Regions from separate parts of the Cyprinus carpio genome. Here region 2 is linked to region 1. Evidence: chromatin contacts called from public Hi-C data. All regions are on one chromosome and are shown on one strand. The core of a region is the stretch at or near the end of the contact, and the rest is flanking DNA. Distances in the headings are between cores, read along the strand shown. Region 1 has its middle 24 kb from the start of LOC109084977. Region 2 holds the start of LOC109058827 (ephrin-B1-like).

The links. A called contact is a pair of places that touch in the nucleus more often than the background predicts.
Region 2: a Hi-C map of liver shows a contact between it and region 1, with 5 times the contacts expected there. The contact joins the promoter of LOC109058827 here to the enhancer-like site in region 1. A contact is called at or near these places in 5 of 8 Hi-C or Micro-C datasets (liver and skeletal muscle).

The regions. Positions count from the first base shown.
Region 1 is chrA5:20,878,814-20,882,503 of ASM1834038v1, reverse strand. No RefSeq gene overlaps it. Among protein-coding and RNA genes, the nearest start is that of LOC109084977, 24 kb to the right of the region's middle. Within about 2 kb of position 1,328, at least 5 of the 8 cell types and tissues checked have an H3K27ac peak or open chromatin away from gene starts, as enhancers often do. A contact at or near this core is called in liver, where this site is marked.
Region 2 is chrA5:21,015,665-21,019,094 of ASM1834038v1, reverse strand. LOC109058827 (ephrin-B1-like) reads left to right here and starts at 1,844. Exons shown (of 5, transcript XM_042756391.1): 1 at 1,844-2,870. The coding sequence starts at 2,752. It overlaps LOC109087039 (a long non-coding RNA gene), which reads right to left and starts at 1,679. Exons shown (of 3, transcript XR_002017286.2): 1 at 1,460-1,679.

The DNA.
Region 1 (3,690 bases), core at 79-2,578:
GAGCTTTTTAAAATAATAATACCTATATGAGTCAAAGAAAATGCACTCACTCACTCACTTTGAATTGATATCTGATTCACACACAATATATACATTACAGAGCGCCTCTAGCTGTATATTAAACACACACACACACTCATCAATATTCTCTGTCAGACTATAATAACCTGAAATGAATCGTCTAAACAGTGCCACCTCCTCAGCTCCAATGAGAAAGCTAAAATTCTCACTTAATATTCAGCACAGGTAATAGGTGTGATGCATTCCTCTGAGGATGACACTCTTGTGTTTGTGTTTTCTGAGAACATTAATGGCCTGTGTGGATCTGATGGAGAGAGAGAGAAGGGGTCTTGAAGAAATTAAGCAGCAAAAAGCTTCAGGCTAAAATACAACACACACACACACACACACACACACAAAAGTGCACCTTCTAAGCTTTTGTTAGAGTTACACAAGTTAGAGTATTTAAACATCACAAATATTAAATATGCACTGTTGCTGGTCTATTTTTCATATTTCACATAAAAGGCACACAAAGGGAGGAGGGAATGTGTGAAAAAAGCTGTAATAGTGGCGGCGGGTTGAACTCTCTTGTGTACGCTCTAATATGGCACAATTTTTACATGCATTTTAACGCTGAAAATTGATCACTGGGGACCACACTGTGCTGAAAAACAGGCTTCCTGACCACACACACAACATACAAATATGTTTAATAAATCCTGAATATTTAAAATAAATAAAATACAGTTAAAGTTAACTCATTCATATTCACAGTGATCAATAGAGACTATCTAAATGCTCACAAGAGCTTTATTTTTTTATTACAAATTACATTTTTCATTACTTGAATTACAATTTTATTTTGTACTAGATGCAATTTTACAGCTAAAATATTAAAAAGACATGATAGAATGACATGATATATCGATCACTATAAAAGGAATTAATTATGGAAATTGGATCCTGAAGTAATGTGTTTTGAGTTTGGAGACCTAAATATTTTGGAAGCGAAATGAGTTACAGTGAAAATATGGATTCTTTTGAATGAAATCCATTTAAACAATCAACAAATAAGAAAATACATAATTTACAGATGAAGGACTCACTGAACAGCCCTCTGTGTTCATGGGTGCAGGGCTTTGTAGATGAGTGCGTATTGTCCCTTTAAGAGCACAACTAGGTCGGCGGTCGGTCGCTGTGGCGTCGGCTGTGTCTGCAAGGCTAGTGATCTGATTGGTTGTGATTTGTGGGAGAGCTGATCTGATTGGTGGTGATGAGGTCTGTTACACAGGGCCTGGCTCATGTGGGCCAGGTGTCAGAAAGCATCGTTTCCACGCCAACGCATTACAATGAGAACAAAAGGGCTGACGGCGCAACCTAGAGAGAAGGGCGAGGAGGGGGGACCAAGCCAAAGAATGGAGTTTAACTCCAGACTTGCTTGACATAATACTGAAAATGCAGATTAACCTCTGCTTTCGAAACTGGAGCAGAACCACAAGAGGTCAAACTTCACCTTGAAACCAGACAAAACATCCAGGAATCACCTACACGCTAAAGACCAAAATACACAGCAAACATATGTTTCAACAATTTTTCTATAAAAGCAATTCTTCCACACAGAGTCACAAACAAACAGTTCGGCCCAAAACCCATAGAAAAAAAGTAAAAAAAACATTATATTTGTATCTACATTCAAGCCCTAACAACACTGTGCACTAACTGTCGCACTTCAAATCATAAGAGATTTTTTTCACACTAAAAGGCACAAGTATTTGGCTTTGTGTCTACACTTCCCTTGAAGTACGAAGATGCCAGATAAGTCTTAACCATGAGGGCCATTTCAGCCCATTATCACACTGGAACATTCTTGCACTGCCCCCTAATGGTATGTTCCCTCACTGCGAGGCACATGTCTCTCCTCCACAACAGATGGGAGCACGTTCTCTGAAATATCCTTTAGATATCTCCCATGCCACCTAGGAATGGGATAGTCAGCTAATGCATGAAATGTCAGTGTTGAGGCAGGTGTCAGTGTCATTATCACTTAAGAGTGATGGCACCGAGAGGTAAAGTTTATTTACTGTAGTGATCAAGCAGAAGATCAATATGTGTGTGTGCGGGTGTGTGCATTCACACAGCAAGAGGATGGTCTAATTATCTAATCGTTTCTGTTGAGTGATCGCTCAGCCCCAGCATGGCATTTGGAAGACAGGCATCAGAAACTAATTTTAATGCCTATTATTAGTGCACACAATACTGAGAGTAGGAGTGCAGAAGGGAAAAGGGAGAAGGGTGGGTGGCTCTGTGAATGTCAGATTCTCTTTTATTAATGCTGGAATTTTGATAATCTAACTGAATGTTTTCTCAGGTTGGGCTGTGGCGCTTCACTCACTCAGCACAAACACATGCACACACACACATGCACTCACTCACACACACATATACATAAATTTGCTTAGCTTAAAGGGGTCATCGGATGCAAAATTCAATTTTGTTGTTGGAAGTGTGTGTACACATCCACCCTATAATGATAAAAATACATCCAGTTTTTTAAATCTCTTTTTTAAAGTCCCCTTTCTCAAATCAGGCTGTTCTGAGATTCCTGACAGAATGACATAGTTCTGCACAGGCCCCTCCCATGATGGTTGATTGACAAGGCAGTCTTACCTTAGACCCGCCCTGAGTGAGCTGTCCGCCATTGTGTCGACTCCCGTGCAGGGGAAGACAAGAATGTCTCAGATTAAGAGATTGAGGTGTTCTGTTGTTGGATGTAATAATGAACATACCACACTCAATTCACTCACCTCATCCGATCAACATAAAATACAAGGATTAACGTTACTTTCGTTTTTGAAGGAAATGCGCTGATCCCCGATCTCCCTAAATACATTTAAGTTACAATACATTTTTGTTTTTAGTGTTGCATTTTTAATTGAGACTAAATAGTATACCTTTTAATATCAGCCATAATATGAAAATAATGATCAGATTATCAGTATCTGACAGAAAATTATTATCTGTGTATAATAACAGTAACACAAATACGGATTCAAAATGAACACTACTATTAACAGAAACTGTAACTTGAACACCCCCCACCACTACCATCCACTTTCTCCCCACAGCAATATTAATTTAACATGTTCAGATCAGTTACAGCTTATTTGACCCCCCGTCCTGCATTGATTTGCTCATATGCATTGATTTTTTCCTTTATTCAACTCAATACCCACATCAGGAACAGAAGCTCAAAGCATCTGATCATCAAATATCGTGCTGGGAGGATTCCCATCTCCCAGAGCAAAGACAGATCCAGCACTCATATTGAACTGAAACATTCAAAGCACTTGAGTTCCCTCTTTTAATTGGTTCAAAAGAGTTTTAGTTTAGTAAGGACTGCCTCTCAATGGTAATTCTCCAGTTTCAAATACCAAACTTACAGCTTACTAACATAAATCAACACGCAAAGATACAAAATGACATACACAAGGGACCACTGATCTCAACTACAGCCGCTTGCTACTCATTCAGGGAGGATCCTCAAAACATTCAACCTTATAATATTAATCTTTATGAAAACAGTTTCATTTCTCAGCAATAATAAAAGATCTCTAGCAGAATAAACAAATAAACCAACCCTCATATATGCCAGCGGCTGTTTTTCTTCATAAGCAAGAGCATGAAAAC
Region 2 (3,430 bases), core at 595-3,094, 140 kb before region 1:
AGTTATTTTAAATTGTAAAAAAAATAAAAATAAAAAAATACTTCACAATATTATGGGTTCTACTGTATTTATGTACAATAAAAATTACATTTAAAAAGATCAATCATGTGCATAAAAAATTTATTTCAAAACATGAAAAAATCTTATCGACCCCAAACTTTTGAAATGTTTTTATATGTGTATGCATGCTTTTTTATCAACTTTTTAAGCAAAGTTCAAAGTGTGTATAGAGTATGTGTGGGTCTGTGTGTCCATGTGTACTTTCGGTTTATTAGTAACTGTGTGTAGACCGCAGTGTGGATGTATTAGTGAATAGCTGCTGACAAATGTTCTCCAGTAATTTCTTCTTGGGTGGGTGTGTGTGGTTTTGCTCTCTCTGAGCTTGTTGCAGCGAATATTTTCAGTTCAGGCTTGAGGTACTAAACGTCCGATCATCTCAGATACAGAAAGAGCCGACTAAAGAAAAGAGGAAAAAGAGGGCATATGTCTGGCTGAAAGGTCTTACATCCAGGCTAAGGTGGGTGGCCTATATTTAGCTCTGAGTACTGGTGAAATAAGAAAAGGTCAGATATTTGTACCTATGCAAAAGGACATGTGAACATTACACACAAAGCTGCAGAAAAATAAATCACACAAAAAACACCAAAATGTGCCTCTGCTAACTAAAAGTAGTCTGTCTTAAAACACAAACCACTCTTTCTGCCAGAGTTGATGACATTCAGCCTTAAACAGATCACATGACTGCATATATATCATTTCTAAATGTGTGGCGGGCCTTTCAGACCTGATATAAATGTGGGTAAAGAATAAACTGATATTTCACACACACAAGAGCTCAAAGAGTAAAAGCTACAACACACTCATGTTATCTAAACACGAGACAGAGGACTAACACTTCTCAAGACATATGGCTCTCTGAAGAACCACACACACACACACACACACACACACACACACACACACACACACAGACACAGACTGGTTGTATAGTAGATTGACAGGACACCATATGTCACTCAGGGAGGAAGATGTACAAATTAGTCACTGACCTTAAAGTTAGATTTGAACATGTACAACTGAAATAATTAAGATTTAAACTGGGTCGATTTTGATTCACGTCATATTTTAATATGTCACTGTTTGTTCTACTGTATACTGAATATTATAGTAATGTTGTACTAAAACAACAAAAAATAAAAGCTAACCTAAAAAACAGCTAAAAGCTATCAATTAAGTTTTGAAATATTCAAATGATTTTTTTTGTAACAGCCGATAGGGAGCGGTATTGTCTACTGAAAGGATTAGCGTTATCTTTGTTTGACCATCAAATATCATTAGTGTCACTCTCTTGGATGTCTTTGGGATAATGATCCTAAATCTGTTATTAAACGCTTTTACGGTGAAGACCCGTGTTTTCAGTTGTAAGCCGTGATGCGTTATGTATATAAAACAGACTTACGTATTCAAATGACTCCAGAAAATGTCAAGCTAACCGAGAGGGGCAACGAAAATACAGCCTAAGTGATAAATAAACGTACGGAGTAACCATAGTAACAAGCAGTCAGCTTTGCTACACGCTGTCAAAGAAAAAACGGACTTGCGCCAGAGTTAGTCTGTAAAAAAACTTAAGAGAGTTAGCATCTTAAAAACTTTTGAACGTCTTCAACGAGTAAGACAAGACTCACTATAGGTTTTTGTAAATGCATTAGTCTCCCAGCTGAACTTCTCTGAAACTCGTCGTACACGGAGGGACACCATGTTGCGAATTCGCCCTGAACGTGCGCGTTGATTGGTCCGTTTCGGAATAGGGCGGGGTTTAGCAGCTCGGTGGGAGTGGAGGTGATGGATCGCGAGCCACTGCGCTGTGAACGGTGTGCGGGACTGACTGCGGACGCAGCGGATCCACGGTTGAGCGCTGAACAACTCCAAACAAGATCCAAGGCTAAAAGACGCGTCACTTACTCGCAGAGGAAACGCCGAATTGCTGGAGTTTCCCCATCTGTTTATATCCTTGAGACGATTTTTTTTTGCACCTTTCGGCACGCGAGGCAGGAGCGGACAGTAACTGATATCCAGTCTTTCAGCATGCGCTAAAAATCCAGATCATACAATATAAGAAGCAGCAAAACTCGGGAGTTTACTTTCATGGTTCTTTTTGAAAGAAAATCCAAATGGAATTGGACAGACATTTTTGGCCGTCCTGTGACTGACAGTTAAGCTTTGTTCCAGGACACTTTGAACATGGATATAGGTCGATAAATATCGGACAAAACTGTTGCATATCTGAAGCGCATCTCTATGATCTGGGATCAAAAGCGAAAGGAGTCTATTTTAAATCTGACACATGATCAGGATCGGATTTGTGCACCAACACGGGATTGATGGTCCTTATACCTGTGTGCGTGTCACTCACCTCCTGTCTGGCGTGATTTGACCTTTTGTAAGGCTACTAGCTCAATTAATAGATGAGTACAATAAAACAGTCACGCGCTGCCGTTTACCTAAGTGAAAGGTAGCAGCGATTTTGGCAACAGAGAAACATTGGCCCAGAAGCCGCCTGTGCAACGTTGTGCGACACCTTTTTTCCCTCCAGGCAACACTAGAAAAATTGGATTTGGAAGTTGAGCCATGGAGCCCCTCCGCCTGGACGCATAACCTAGTCTGTTGCATGTGCTTCGGTAACCCGGGGTACAGTCGATCGAAAGGATCTTATCTTCTGGCTGGCTTGTGTCTCTCCGAGAAGCGTGTAAGATGGCTGGAAGTGACTGCTCGTGGAAATATTACCTCTGGATTCTGACAGTCATGTGCAGATACGCGTTACCCGCAGCCAAATCACTGGAGTCTGTCGTGTGGAATTCACAAAATCCCAAGTAAGTGCACGAGCGCGTGTTTAATAAAATCCCCTAGAAAGAGCATGACATGTAGCCAAGAGTCTCAGGTGAGTGATATTAATAGTTTGACTTCTGTTGTTCATTAAAATAGACTACAGTTTGAGGAGTCCGGTTTGAAAATCTCCGCTACTCGTATCACGGCTCGCTCTCCTGCATGATGACATGAAGCTCTCGTTGAGCTCGAGCCTGAAGTGACCGTGCAAGCGCGCGCGCTCTCCCGGGGATCTAACGCACAGCTGTCATAACGTTACTCCGCCGCCGCTTCTCATCAACTCAAAATCTCTTGTTGAGTGGGGATTCGGCAACTATACAGCTAGCACAACTTCGTTAAATGTTTATGGGAAATGTCGTAATTTTTAAGAATCTCTTGGCTGCTACAACCTCGGCTACATAAATGTAATGTGGCCTTGACGCGGGCCTAATTTCTCCGTAACATACTTTTAAACATTATAAATAGGCAGATCTGCTACTGTTACACTATGTTTCTAGCACGAAACTCACTCTATCTCTCGGCGTGTCCAGCTTTTCATCTTTTCCCA